2 separate regions of the Columba livia genome follow, and region 2 is linked to region 1. Evidence: chromatin contacts called from public Hi-C data. All regions are on one chromosome and are shown on one strand. Each heading gives the region's core, a stretch centred on a gene start, on an enhancer-like site or on the middle of the called end of the contact. The rest is flanking DNA. Distances are from core to core; before and after follow the strand shown. Region 1 has its middle 140 kb from the start of TRIM42. Region 2 overlaps SLC25A36 (solute carrier family 25 member 36).

Region 1 (5,982 bases), core at 1,436-3,935:
ATTTTTTTACAGATAATCTAACTATTTCAATTGTAATGCTTTAAAAATTGTTTTAATTTTTTGAATAATTCCGTTGCAAAATGGTGAATGGTTTTGATCAAGTAACCATCTGGAAGATTTTGCTTCTCTTTGTTTTCCAAACCATTTCATCTTCTGTGTGCATTTGGTATGTAGGGGTCTTTTGCACAGGATGCTGCAAAACAGACATAGCAATTGAGCTCTAAGGGAAAAATCCCAGCTGAGGCATTGTTCATCCTTTTCTGGGGATGGGTGAAGAGGTTAGCAGGACCTCTCTGTGCTCAATTTTTGAGTTGAACATACCCGTGTGTTCTCTTGTACTTTCTATGATTGTTTTTCAAGCTCTAAGCTTATTGAGACAGCTGCATCTTGTCATTTGAATTCCTGCTCTTTGGTTAGCTACATCTCATGAAATAATTTTCTGATCTCTGCGTAATAGGGGGCACATCTTCCAGCTTATAAATTATTAGGTAGATAACTTGAAGATCAAAGATATGTTGTTATCAAATGTTCTTGCAACTAAGGATACTTTTGAAAATAAGCACTTGTAAGTGCAGGAGACTCATCAGACAGGCACAGGCATCCCGCATGCATAGCCACCAGTGAATTGTGCCAGGACCAGCATTTTTTCAATTAGGAAAGTTTATAGGTGCTTGGAGATGAGAAAGTTTAATCTTCTTGTGATAAAAGGGCTCTCCAGAGCCCAAGGGGCAGTTTTGATGCTTCCCTCTCACTACATGTCTTTTGCCAGCTGCATTTTCCTCATGGAGTTTGCAGGGTAGGGGTGTCAGACTCAATAGACAGATATTTGGGGTGAAATCAGAAGGTAACTTTCTGCCTGTGTCCTGACATCTACAAGCATCTGAAGCAAGGAAAGCAGCACAAAACTAAGGTAAATTTCTCTCCCTTCTGAAAAGAGAGAGATGTTTGGAAAAACATAGTAAAAGCAATAGACATGAAGAACAACAATGCCATTGACTCCGACCTGGAAGAGAATACAGAAGAATTTGATGTTGTTAGCCTTATATACAGGGTCATCGCAGACAGGGGGATGAAAGGAAGAAGAAAGGATGGGCCATTGAATTGTACTGGCAGAGATGCAGAGTGCAGAGCAGAGGAGGCAGCACTTGGCAGAGTGAGCTGCTGAGAACTGCCTGGGGCTGCTGCTGGGCAGTGCTGGCTGCTTCACAACCCGGAGGACGTTATCAGCGAGAGGCTGTGGTGTTCAACAGTTAGGAAGAAAACCAGTCCCAAGACACTGATTTAAAGCAATGTTTAAAATAAATGCTGCTTCTTTTATCCCCCGCTAGGCAATATTCTTCAGGGATAAACTGAAGTTGTGTGTTTTGGAAGGAGGGGACGGAGCAGGTGGAAGCAGATGGCTTATGGTGGTTACCAATAGAAATGTGAGAGCCGAAATTAAATAAAAAGTTTGGACTATGTATTTATATGCTGAAATAAATGAACTGAATAAGACTGCAGTTCAGTAAAATCTTTTCAAACCCATCTTGAAATCCAGTCTTACTCAGCAACAGCATAATTTTTCAAAAATGCCAACCCACAAGTGAACAACACTTAGTCTGCTAAATTACTTGAGCGCTCTTGAAAATGTCACACCACAAGACGGAAGTACCGATTCAGGAAGACATCCCTAGTGAGGGAAGAGCTTAAACAAGGGTTTGTGTCCATTTCTGAATTAGGACTGTTAATGTTGCTTCCATGACAAATAGATTTTGACAAAGCTTAAGGACATGTTTAAATTTAAAGACAATTAAATGGTCTCTTGAATTAGAACCTAACTTAGCAGAAGGAGACAGCTGAAGCAAGTGTGATAAATTAATTGAAAACATCTAGAAATTGTTTTGGGTGAAACATGACTGAAAATCAGGACGATGGGTTTAAACTAAGCTGAAAAGGATTGTAATATCAAGAAAACGTGCTAATTCAACCTTTTTTTGTTACCTTCTCTCATGTTTCATAAATAGCTGTAACCCACCCACCCCGATTTTGCACCTATGAGACAGGAAACGCCCAGGTCCTGAGGACAGGGAGCACTGTACAGCAGTCATTGGAAAATAAGCCTCCTGAGGCAGGAATAACTAACAGAGATGAGTGAGTAACAGAGGGGTGATGTTTAGCGTGTTACAATGCTGGTGGTGCTCTCCATTTAAAACTTGCTTGCCTATTAATCATCCAAATCAGTACAAGCTATCTTCTCTCAAATTTTAGACTTTCACAGTTCATGAAAATGTGAAGTTAGTCAAGCAAAATAATTCTGTCACCACTCTGTAACAAATCTTTAAGGTTTATTGAACACATTTGAAAATAGCTCAGGAGAACAGCTGCATAGCATTAATCACTCTTGGGTCAAAACCTGATTTTTCCAGACCTTTGCATACACTTCACAGTCTCTCTTTCTCAAACGAAAAGCCTGTTCCTATTAAAAAGCCAAAACAAACAAATCAACAATTATTTGTAACAAATTTGTCTTCTTGACAAAGCAATCAACTCACAAAAATCCCTGGCCACAAGCAAGGAAACTATGACCCTTTTGAGTGGGGGCTTTCATTAAATTCCAGCCCCATCAGTGTGCCTTCTGATGGCTGTTCAGTCCCTGTGTGAAACCAGGTCTTTGTGTGGCAGTTGGCATCTCAAACCCTACACGACTGGTTCTTTGTGTTGTACGTGGTGGTGACTCCAGGCCTGAAGCGTGTGAGGACTGAAGGGTCCCCGAGGAGGTCTGGAGCAGTAAGAAGCATACATTGTCACTACTTACCTTATATCAACTGAATGCATTTAGCAGATGTCTGCTGTCTGTCTCCTGGGTTACCAGTTGAGCTTTTCTAAGTTCACAGGCATGCCAAAAATAACAGAAGTTGCAATTTATTTGTACTTAATTTGTTTTTTGTTTTCTTTAAGCAAAGGGAAGCTAATAAAGAATTTATTTGTGACAGAAGGAAATAATGTTTGCAAAAATTCCGTAGTCCAAATTAGCCTCTGGCTTTAGCAAATTTGCTCCAGGAGGAGGTTTTTCTTCTGCCTCTTCCCCTGCCTGTAGCTGTGTCACTGTCAGTCAACAGAACACTCAAGTCTGAGTGGCAAGGGCCACCCTGTGAAAGGTGTCTTGAATGGAACAGCAGCCTTTGCTTTGTGGAAGCATTTTTGCAGCAGGTCAGTGGTTTCTCCCTGTGTATTAACCTCAATTTTAGTTTCCATTTAAAATACGGAAGATTCATTATTTTTATTCCTTGTGAGCTCCTCATTCTGGTCTTGCAAGTGCCACTCATTTTGTGGGAATGACCCCAGAACTCAGCACTGTGAGATCAGGCTGAGAACCTGGAGTGCTCTTGTACCAAAGTTAACTTGGTCTGGAACAATTTATACTTTTGCAGACAGCTGGTGTCTGAAGATGCAGAGGTCACCACTTGGCAGGCTACTCTACTGAATTTTACATTAGTAAAGATGAGCAGCGTTTTTTTTTCTTCCTGAGAAACTGCTGATGGGTGTGGTGCACCCATGAGTACAGATGGCAGAGGTACATCCAGCTTTTCTGAAGTTTGAGCTTTCTTCCCGCGTGAATTCTGATGTTTATTTCATGGAAGCATATACTTTTTGGAATGTATTCGGAAGGCTATCTATTGAGGTAGGCTGAATTTTCAACAGATATGAGCTAGCAGGTTGGTGATGAACAGAATGGGTAAGCATTCAGTGGGACATATTTTACTCACAGCTTCTCTTTAGAAAGCTGGATTGTAAGTATCTGATGATTTTGAAAGCACTGTGGCTCCAATTAAGAACTGGTCGGTTCTTGCTAGACAAACATATTTTGGTGTTTGCTGTAAATAAATAGCTAAGGTGCCAATGAGATAAGAACAATAAAATACCCTGATGACCTGCTGGTGATGTGGTAAATTGTTCTGTACTGTAATTGACATTAAATATATTCAAACTAGAAACATCTTTTTTTATTCTAATACAGGCCATAAACCGGCAGTTCCTGGTTATATTCTTAATTGTTGATAATTGAACGTGATAGATTTTTTCCAGCTTATTTCAAAGACCAGGAAAATGAAAGATGTTGAAGTAAGAAAGCAGTGTGTGAGCATTGCTCAAACAAGCCTGCTAGATGTCTCCAGCTGGAATCCAAGAACAGCAAGAGATCACATTAGAATAACCGCACGTCCTGCGTGCCATCCCAGTGATTCTGGGACTCAGTAACTGCGGTGCACCTGGCGCCAGACAGCGTCTGCGTTTTCAGAGTCTTTCTCTGGATAAGAATGATCCGGCTTGTCAAACACTGAGTCTGGAAAAATAAAAGATAAGCATGATACAGATGTACAAATCTCTCTTGTTAGATTACGTTTCTGAAAGAACAAAGTTTAAAAGGAATTCATCAAAAAAACCCACTCTAAGTTTTCAGGACAAAAATAAACATAATCATTTCAGGGATAAGTCAAATACTAAACTGGAGATAACTTCATATTTTTAGGAGTAAGGAGCTGAGCTAAAACAGGTTTGCATGGAGCCACATGCAAACACATACATTGTTAAAATGTGTTCCTGCTATTGCTCAAATGCTCCATAGGATGAATTAAAACTTGCCTGCAAGGAATTGGGCAGGATTCTTTCAGCCCTACTAGTGCTGTGTATAAGCTGTGCTTAGTGCTCATGGCTTATGTCTGCAAAAGGGATAGATGTGTGGGAGCTGTTACATGAAATTTGCTTCGACAAGAAGTTGTTTAAATCAATGATAACAAATTATACACTGTAATTGTTGTTCTTTTAAAAGAATTTACTCCAGTGTTTTATGAAGAATCAGCATCAAATCCTTTGTAGATTAAAACTCGAGTAGTATTATCCCATTACCATATGCTCTGCAACCCACCATCAAAATGCTGCCAGTAGAGAGTACTGATCTTTCAGACAGGTAGATTAATGTGAAGGAGTGATGTATACTAGTGCTTTTTATGATGTACTAATTTTTCATCTGTGGAACTGGAAGTACCTTTCAGGGTCGTCACCTTTATATAATGTGGTTGGGGATACTGAGGCTAATTGGCTTCCCCAGGGTCACAGCAGCAGGGCCAACACAGAACAAAAATCTCTTGGTAGGTACCTATTTCCGTGCTGTCCTTATAGCTGCACAGGGCACAGATCTCTGTGCCTGAAAGGGATGTTTCATGAACAACTGAGCACATTCATGTTCTTTTCAAAAAATATTTTACAGCCATAGCAGTAAACCAAGAAGAGACAAAGAACTCTAACATAATGTAGTTGATAGGCAGGTTTAAGTTAATTTCCATTTCTCACTTATCGTTTATTCGCATAAAATCTTTGGCATCTAAAATGAGTGAGAGCTGGAAGCACTGCACTCAGAACAAATTGAAGTGAATTGCATATAAAAGAGCACATAAGAAAACATTTTTAAAGGCTATGCAAATAGGCAAGCTTTGAATTAATTTCAAGTTTTAGTACATACTAATAAGTTTAGAATGTTCATGACTCAGGAGATTGCCTTAAAAAATTTAGACTGGTGTTTGCTTATGGCTGTGCAAACCAGAATATAAATATATACAATATTTGATGCAGATATAGTAACCGTCTTGTCTTACTAGACATCTATTTACATCCAAATAAATTATGAGTTGTAGTGTTCATACTATGCCCATAGAATAAATATTCGATACAAGCAGAGAAATAGCAGTGGCAGTATGACATAGCAGATTTTTGTGTTATCCTTTCATAGGTGGAATATATATCTGTATAAAGCAGCCTTTATTCATTTATTTATATGTTGTTCCATTCCTTCACAAACCTGTGTTATTTCTTTTTTGTGTGTGTGTGTGAAAATGTGTTGAAGCTCTCTGCCTTGTTTGAGAGTGCTGCCTGTTTGTAAAAAGCTGAAAATATGAATGTCCCCACCAGTATGATCAACAGCCTCAATTTGGCTCTCCAAAATATAGT
Region 2 (5,982 bases), core at 2,110-4,609, 240 kb before region 1:
TGATTTGTCTTTTGAATGCTTCCCAGCCTCGTTCAGACACCAGGGTTGCAGATCTGCTGCAAAACTGCCTTGTGTGCTATTGCTGTTCTTTCTAGAACTCTGCTGGCAAACCAACACAAACGTAGATTCTTTTATTATTATTATTTATTAAAAAAAAAAATGGGACTACATTATTACTTGGTTTCCATACTTTTGTACCTTTGTAGTAGTATCAAATAAAATGAATGTTCAGTTCATTGATGACCGATATTAGAAAGTTTGATTTCATAAGGCATCTATTTTGCTTTTTCAGCCTTAAGACAAGGCTAGCTTTTTTGAATGATGTTTTGAGAGGCAGTGGGGAAGGAGGAGGGTTCACTTGTAAATTTGACATATGGGTAAGTATTTGGAGATATACAATTGAACTGCTGCAAATGAGCAGAAATTTCAGTACTCAGTGCATTTTACACAATTATTTTAATATCTGTGGCCTGTTCTGATGATTTTTCTTTCTTTTTTCCTAAACTTTTACCTGAAAAGAGTTAGATCTCACAATAACTAATTCACAGATCCTTCCAATGGGATTCAATTTGTACACATGTGTCTGATGAGGTCACTGCTTGTTGTTATGATACAGAAAAGCCTGTGTCTATTTTAGGCATTTACTGTACATTTCTCCCGTGAAAAGAGTGAGATCGTGTCATCTCATGCTCCCCATCCGCAGGTCACTTCCTGCAGAAATATGGACTAACTTAAACCTCGTGAGTACTGAACTGAGCGTCTCTTGCAGCATCTAGTGTAAGAACCACACGTTGGGTTTGTAATATCTATTAAATAAACAACGTAAGGGGAATTAACTTTCATGATCTTGAACTCGGATGATGTGCGTTGTGCAAAGACATCATTTCTCCTTAACTCTGTTAACAGAGTTTGTTTGGGGTTTTTTCTGGGCAGTTCAGGGAAGGGTGAGAAATACCTTTCACTGATAGCTGCTGCTTTACTTAGCTCTGGCTAATTAGAAGTCCCAACTGGGTTAAACAAAACCTTTTGGGGGTTTTTTTTTTGTGTCCCAGAGCTGCCTTTAAAATGCTGCAGCTGATAGTCTGTATTGTCACATTATTTCAAAGGCCTCTTTTCTTTTTCTTTTTTAATATGTTTATAATCTCCTTTCTGTCTTTTTCTGTTTTCTCTTTTGATTTGTTTTTATTTTACTACTTTGGATTTTTAATTCAGCATTCCATATTCACATGCGTCCGTATCGATTATATTGGCTTATAGATTAAAAAAAAAATCCTAACCTATGGAATACGATGCATAATAGGAATACCTGGGATCTTACCTGTCACTAGCTGGTAGAGCTGAAAAAGTAAATGGAGGTAATTCTTCCCATCTGAAACTGGGATGGAATTTTGTAGAAGAAAATAAGACACAGAAAAGTACAGGAGTTTCTGGAGATGCCAAATTAATCTATACTTCTAATGAATCCATAATTGTTATTGAGGGTACAACACACTGATAAGCATTTTAAAGCATTATAAAGTTCACTGAGGCTTCTAAAAAGAAAACAGGAGAAAGGAAACAATTGATAGAGCTTCATAGCAGCTGTTGAAAGTCTCCCACCTTTATTTTTTAACAAGTACTTTTGCTACAGGTTTTCTGCCTTTAAAAAGAAAAGCTTATCAAAGATCCCAAATGGGATGTTTCTTTTTTTTGGAGTGCTTTCCTTGGTGTCAGCATCACTCCACTGTTAATTTTTCTTCTTCCACTAACAATATTTACTACATTACGTGTAAGAATGGAGCTGTAGTCGTTTCATCTTGAAACCTGAATTATTGAAGATGCTTTGATTTGACAGCTTTGGTTGGAACTTGTCACAAAATTTAGTGCTTTTGACAGCCCTAGGGGAAAAAAATAATGGGCTTTGTCGCTAAGTGTCTGATCCCACAGGGGTAAATCATGTGTAGAACGAGCCGGGGGGGTTGAAGTTGAGGCAGAAGGTGCCATGTCCTGCCCTGGCAGCCTCTGGGCTCTCCTGCTGCCCCTGGGGCTCTGCTGCTGGTCCGGGCTTAGGAGACAGAGACACCTCTTGGAGGTTGACTAGGCTGGAGGAAAGGCTGAGCAGATAGTGCGGCAGCATGCAGCCTAGCAGGAACAAAATTGCAAAGCATGCAGCTAAAATAGGATTTTTTCGGTCTTGTTTGCTTGTAATAACTAGGGTACACTTAAGAACTAATATCTTTATTTTGGAGGGAAGTCCTTCCTTGAAAATGTGTTGGTTAGGGGAAGTCAGTAACTTTTCCCCCCCTTATCTCAAAGCCTTTGTTGCAGTCCTGTGCATTTCTAGTGCCTTTCACTGCACTACAGGTGTGGAAACGTTTTGATTTGGAGTAAAAGAAAGTTAAAGCTTTGTTAGTGCTAGTATAAGAAAATTAAAAAATGCAAGAACGAGGTTTCCTTTCAGTTTAGTTCAACCCAGGATCAAGTGCTGTTGGAATCAGCGGCGTTTCCGTGGCATTAAGTGACAGGTCAGAAGGGCTCAGGCTAGTTGAACTACAGAACCTTTTTTGCGCATGCAATCTGTTTTAAAAACATCCCTTGCCTTGTTATGGCAGAGTAGTTCACTGATGCTTTGGGTATTTACCTACATGAAATGCAGATATGAAACGCTTCTGGCTTGTTAGGATTACATGCCAGCTTATGGAGGGCTATATATGTACCTAGATAAATCAAAAAATGAGGAGTAGTGTATCAAAAAAAAGCCAACCCCAAACCTTTACAATCTACCACAGGAACTTATTTAGTTAAGAGGTTTAAGTCAATTTTAAATTCTATTTAACAATTAAGCTGAAATCTCTAATGTGGTTTTACTATTTTGGCAGAGAAATATAGCTAAATCTTAGTAGCTGCTAAACCTTGTAGTTTGTCTTTAGAACTGTAATTGAAAATCATAATGACCTATTTAAGATTTGGGGGTGGGGTTGAACAAACCTTAAGACAGTTAAGATCCCCTGGCATTTCTCTGAGTATTGCAGTCATTTGTGTGCAATGTAAACGTAGATTGTGATTAAACAGAAGTAACGTGTATGCAAGCAGTTCTGCTAAATAGATATAAGCTGTTAATGACCTCCATAAACAAGCTTATCAATAGCCTGTTTGTTGTATAAGTTTCGTGCACCGGAATGCACTGAACAAGGTAACTCTGTGTTGCTTTCCCGCCCCTCGGTCCATTCCCTTGCAGGAGGGCAGCATGTGTTTGTAGTGATATAAAGTGATGTGTGTCACTTAGCAAGCGTCTAAATTCGTCATCTCTTGCCTGGCCATGTTCCAGCTCTTCCCTTTTCCTCTTCTCTCACGCAGACATGACACCTCATTAATGGTGCATGTGTGGTATTACAACTCCAGATGGTTTTTATTTTGCCTTTTTTTCTTTTCCCAGAGCTGCCTTTCACTCTGCTCTTCTTCTCTCCACAGTTGTGTGGAAGTAAGAGCGATTCTTAATACTTTTCTTCATTTTTTTTTAATTTGTTTCCTTCTCTCTTTTTCTTGTTTTTCCTTTTCTTTTTCTTTAGTGGACTGAAAATCCTAAAGCTATGACCCTTCGCCCTTATGCAAGCCTGACTAGTTGCTGAATGTCTGGATAGTTACAAGTCATACTATTTACTTTAACAATTTTAAACCTCGTATGTTTGTAAAAGTATTCCTAGGCCAACCAACAATCTCTGCTTTGAATACTAAATAAAACATTAGCACTCAAATTTAACGGCTCTTTATAGTTCAGTATTAAAAGGTCTCTTAACTTACAGTAATACATGCCTTTTAACTGCACCAGAAGTAGTACTTATTCAGTCTGCATGCTTTTGAACTCGGATTGTATTTCAGGTGGCACATTAAATTGACACAATGTTTTACAGCATCTCAAATTGCTACAGCTGTATCTGCAATGCATTCTTATTGACATGTTTGCCAAATTGGCTAATGTTAGTGTAGCTAGCCTTGCTGTTCTGTGGTGTTGGTATGATTAGATAGGCAGGGAAATGTACACAATTGGGCTTACTTTACATGTGATGTCTCTTGCTAAGAATCAAACTTAGTCAATATTGATGCAAAACTTAAAAAAAAAAATAAGCTAAATGTTTATTGGCTTTATGGATTTGTGAAATATCAGTGAAGGGCTACAATGGGTACTTTCTAAAAATCAGTATAGTCCGAGTTTTTGCATCCACTGTTCCTTTGTGGGTTTCAAGTTTAGATGTGGTTGCTCTCGTGATACTATCACGTCTAACTTTTCTTTTTAAATGTTTTAGGTTTTACTGCGATCACAACAACTAATCCCATTTGGCTAGTCAAGACACGATTACAGCTTGATGCAAGGTATAGTGACCATGGGAAATCGAACTGCTGTAATAAGATTTTGCTTAAAAGTTTTGAATCTGTTCTGCATCACAAAATGGAATGATTCTTTAAATATCCAATGCTTTGAATTAGAAAGTTGATGCTGATCTATCTCCAAGTTACACTCATTTTTCTCTGTTTGGTCTGTGTTCTGAGGCGTGCTTGAGGCACTGGAGTAGACTGAGCATCACATTTTGAATCAACTACGAGGTTAACAGTCTCGTTAAAATAGTGTTCTACCATCCATATGCTTGCATTATTTTTTTCAGTAATGCATTCTCTTTGTTTTTAGTTATCAGGCTAAAAAATTCCTGAAATAAGGATTTAAGTTTTTAGCAAAAGTTTAGAAAAATGCCTGAAACATCCTGCATTTCATTTTTACATAAGAACTGCAGCCTGTAAAAAGGGAAAGACTGCTGTTGTGAATCAGAACACAGGAATTGTCTTCAAGCCAGATAGACAACAGAAGTTGTTTGGACTTAATAAACAGTTTCTGTAATAGATTCAATAATATTACAAAACTTGTAATCAAGTAGAGTTTTATGCAAATAGTGAAGAAGAAAGACTTTTCTATTCCCATCTATTTAAGACCATAGGGAGAGGCTGCTATGATGCAAGTGTCTCAGTGCAACCGTCTCGTTCATTTTATAGACTTTCTTACTGAAAACTTAGTATGCAATATAAAATTCTTTCTCCAGCCATTCTAAATACATTAGCAAGCCCCGTATTCCTATTTTGGAGATTTGTTGGACTTTCTGTATGAAGTGCATATTAACATTTTTCCTCTTAGCAGGCATATTAGCAGCTGCAAGGTGACCATAGTAAGTATATCCCAGAGCTAGTTGTACTGTGAGATTGGGGTAATAATTCCATAACTGATTCCAGGGGGATTTTAGTGCTTATGTGCAAGCTGATGGCATCTTCTGCCTCTGCTTGTTTATCACTGATCAGTCAGTTAAATTGGTTAAACTGTAGGGCTTTAAGGAAGTTAAGGAGAATGGTGGATTACTTGTGCACATTATTTCTGTACATTCTATCAAACACATTGCTCATGTGGGAGACCTGAAGAAGGATCTTCTAACTTTGGGTAGGACACTGCAATTGCATGGGCTAGTCTAGCACGTGCTGCAGCTCTTGTAATTCAGTTGTGATTAGAGGCATAAAACTGCTTGGCCTGCAGGATTATCCTGGTCTGAGCTTTTGTTGGAGTTCTCAGAAATTCCTCTGATCCCAGTAAGGGCTGCAGAAGGCATGTAGTTTTTTTCCAAAGTGAAATTGCTTTGGCCTTCAACATGCACCTCCAAGATGCACCTTGAGCATCAGAAGAACAAGGTCTTACAGCAGAATGTGCCCATGCCCCTGTCCAGGAGACTGGGGTCCCCCTGGAGCTGCAGCTGTAGGTCCAGCTGCTCTTCTCAACAGTTGTTCTTTGCCTCTTTTCTCTTGCCTGCCAGCAAATTGATGCCAGCGCCCGAGTTCCCTGCCATGTAGTGTACTGGAGATCTGATCCGCAGCCCTGCGTGCCCACTCTCTCTTAATTGTGCTTGGTACCTTGTTTCATTTGTGTCTGGCACTGCAGGTTCAAACTGTTGGGATTTAAATTCTGCCATC

Evidence for each region. A called contact is a pair of places that touch in the nucleus more often than the background predicts.
Region 2: a Hi-C map of liver shows a contact between it and region 1, with 4 times the contacts expected there. The contact joins two enhancer-like sites. A contact is called at or near these places in 2 of 2 Hi-C or Micro-C datasets (crop and liver).

Annotation. Positions count from the first base shown.
Region 1 is chr9:26,771,369-26,777,350 of bColLiv1.pat.W.v2, reverse strand. No RefSeq gene overlaps it. Among named protein-coding and RNA genes, the nearest start is that of TRIM42, 140 kb to the right of the region's middle. Within about 2 kb of position 2,685, at least 2 of the 3 cell types and tissues checked have an H3K27ac peak away from gene starts, as active enhancers do.
Region 2 is chr9:27,008,133-27,014,114 of bColLiv1.pat.W.v2, reverse strand. SLC25A36 (solute carrier family 25 member 36) reads left to right here. Exons shown (of 7, transcript XM_065074412.1): 5 at 4,284-4,350. Among named protein-coding and RNA genes, the nearest start is that of SLC25A36, 23 kb to the left of the region's middle. Within about 2 kb of position 3,359, at least 1 of the 3 cell types and tissues checked has an H3K27ac peak away from gene starts, as active enhancers do.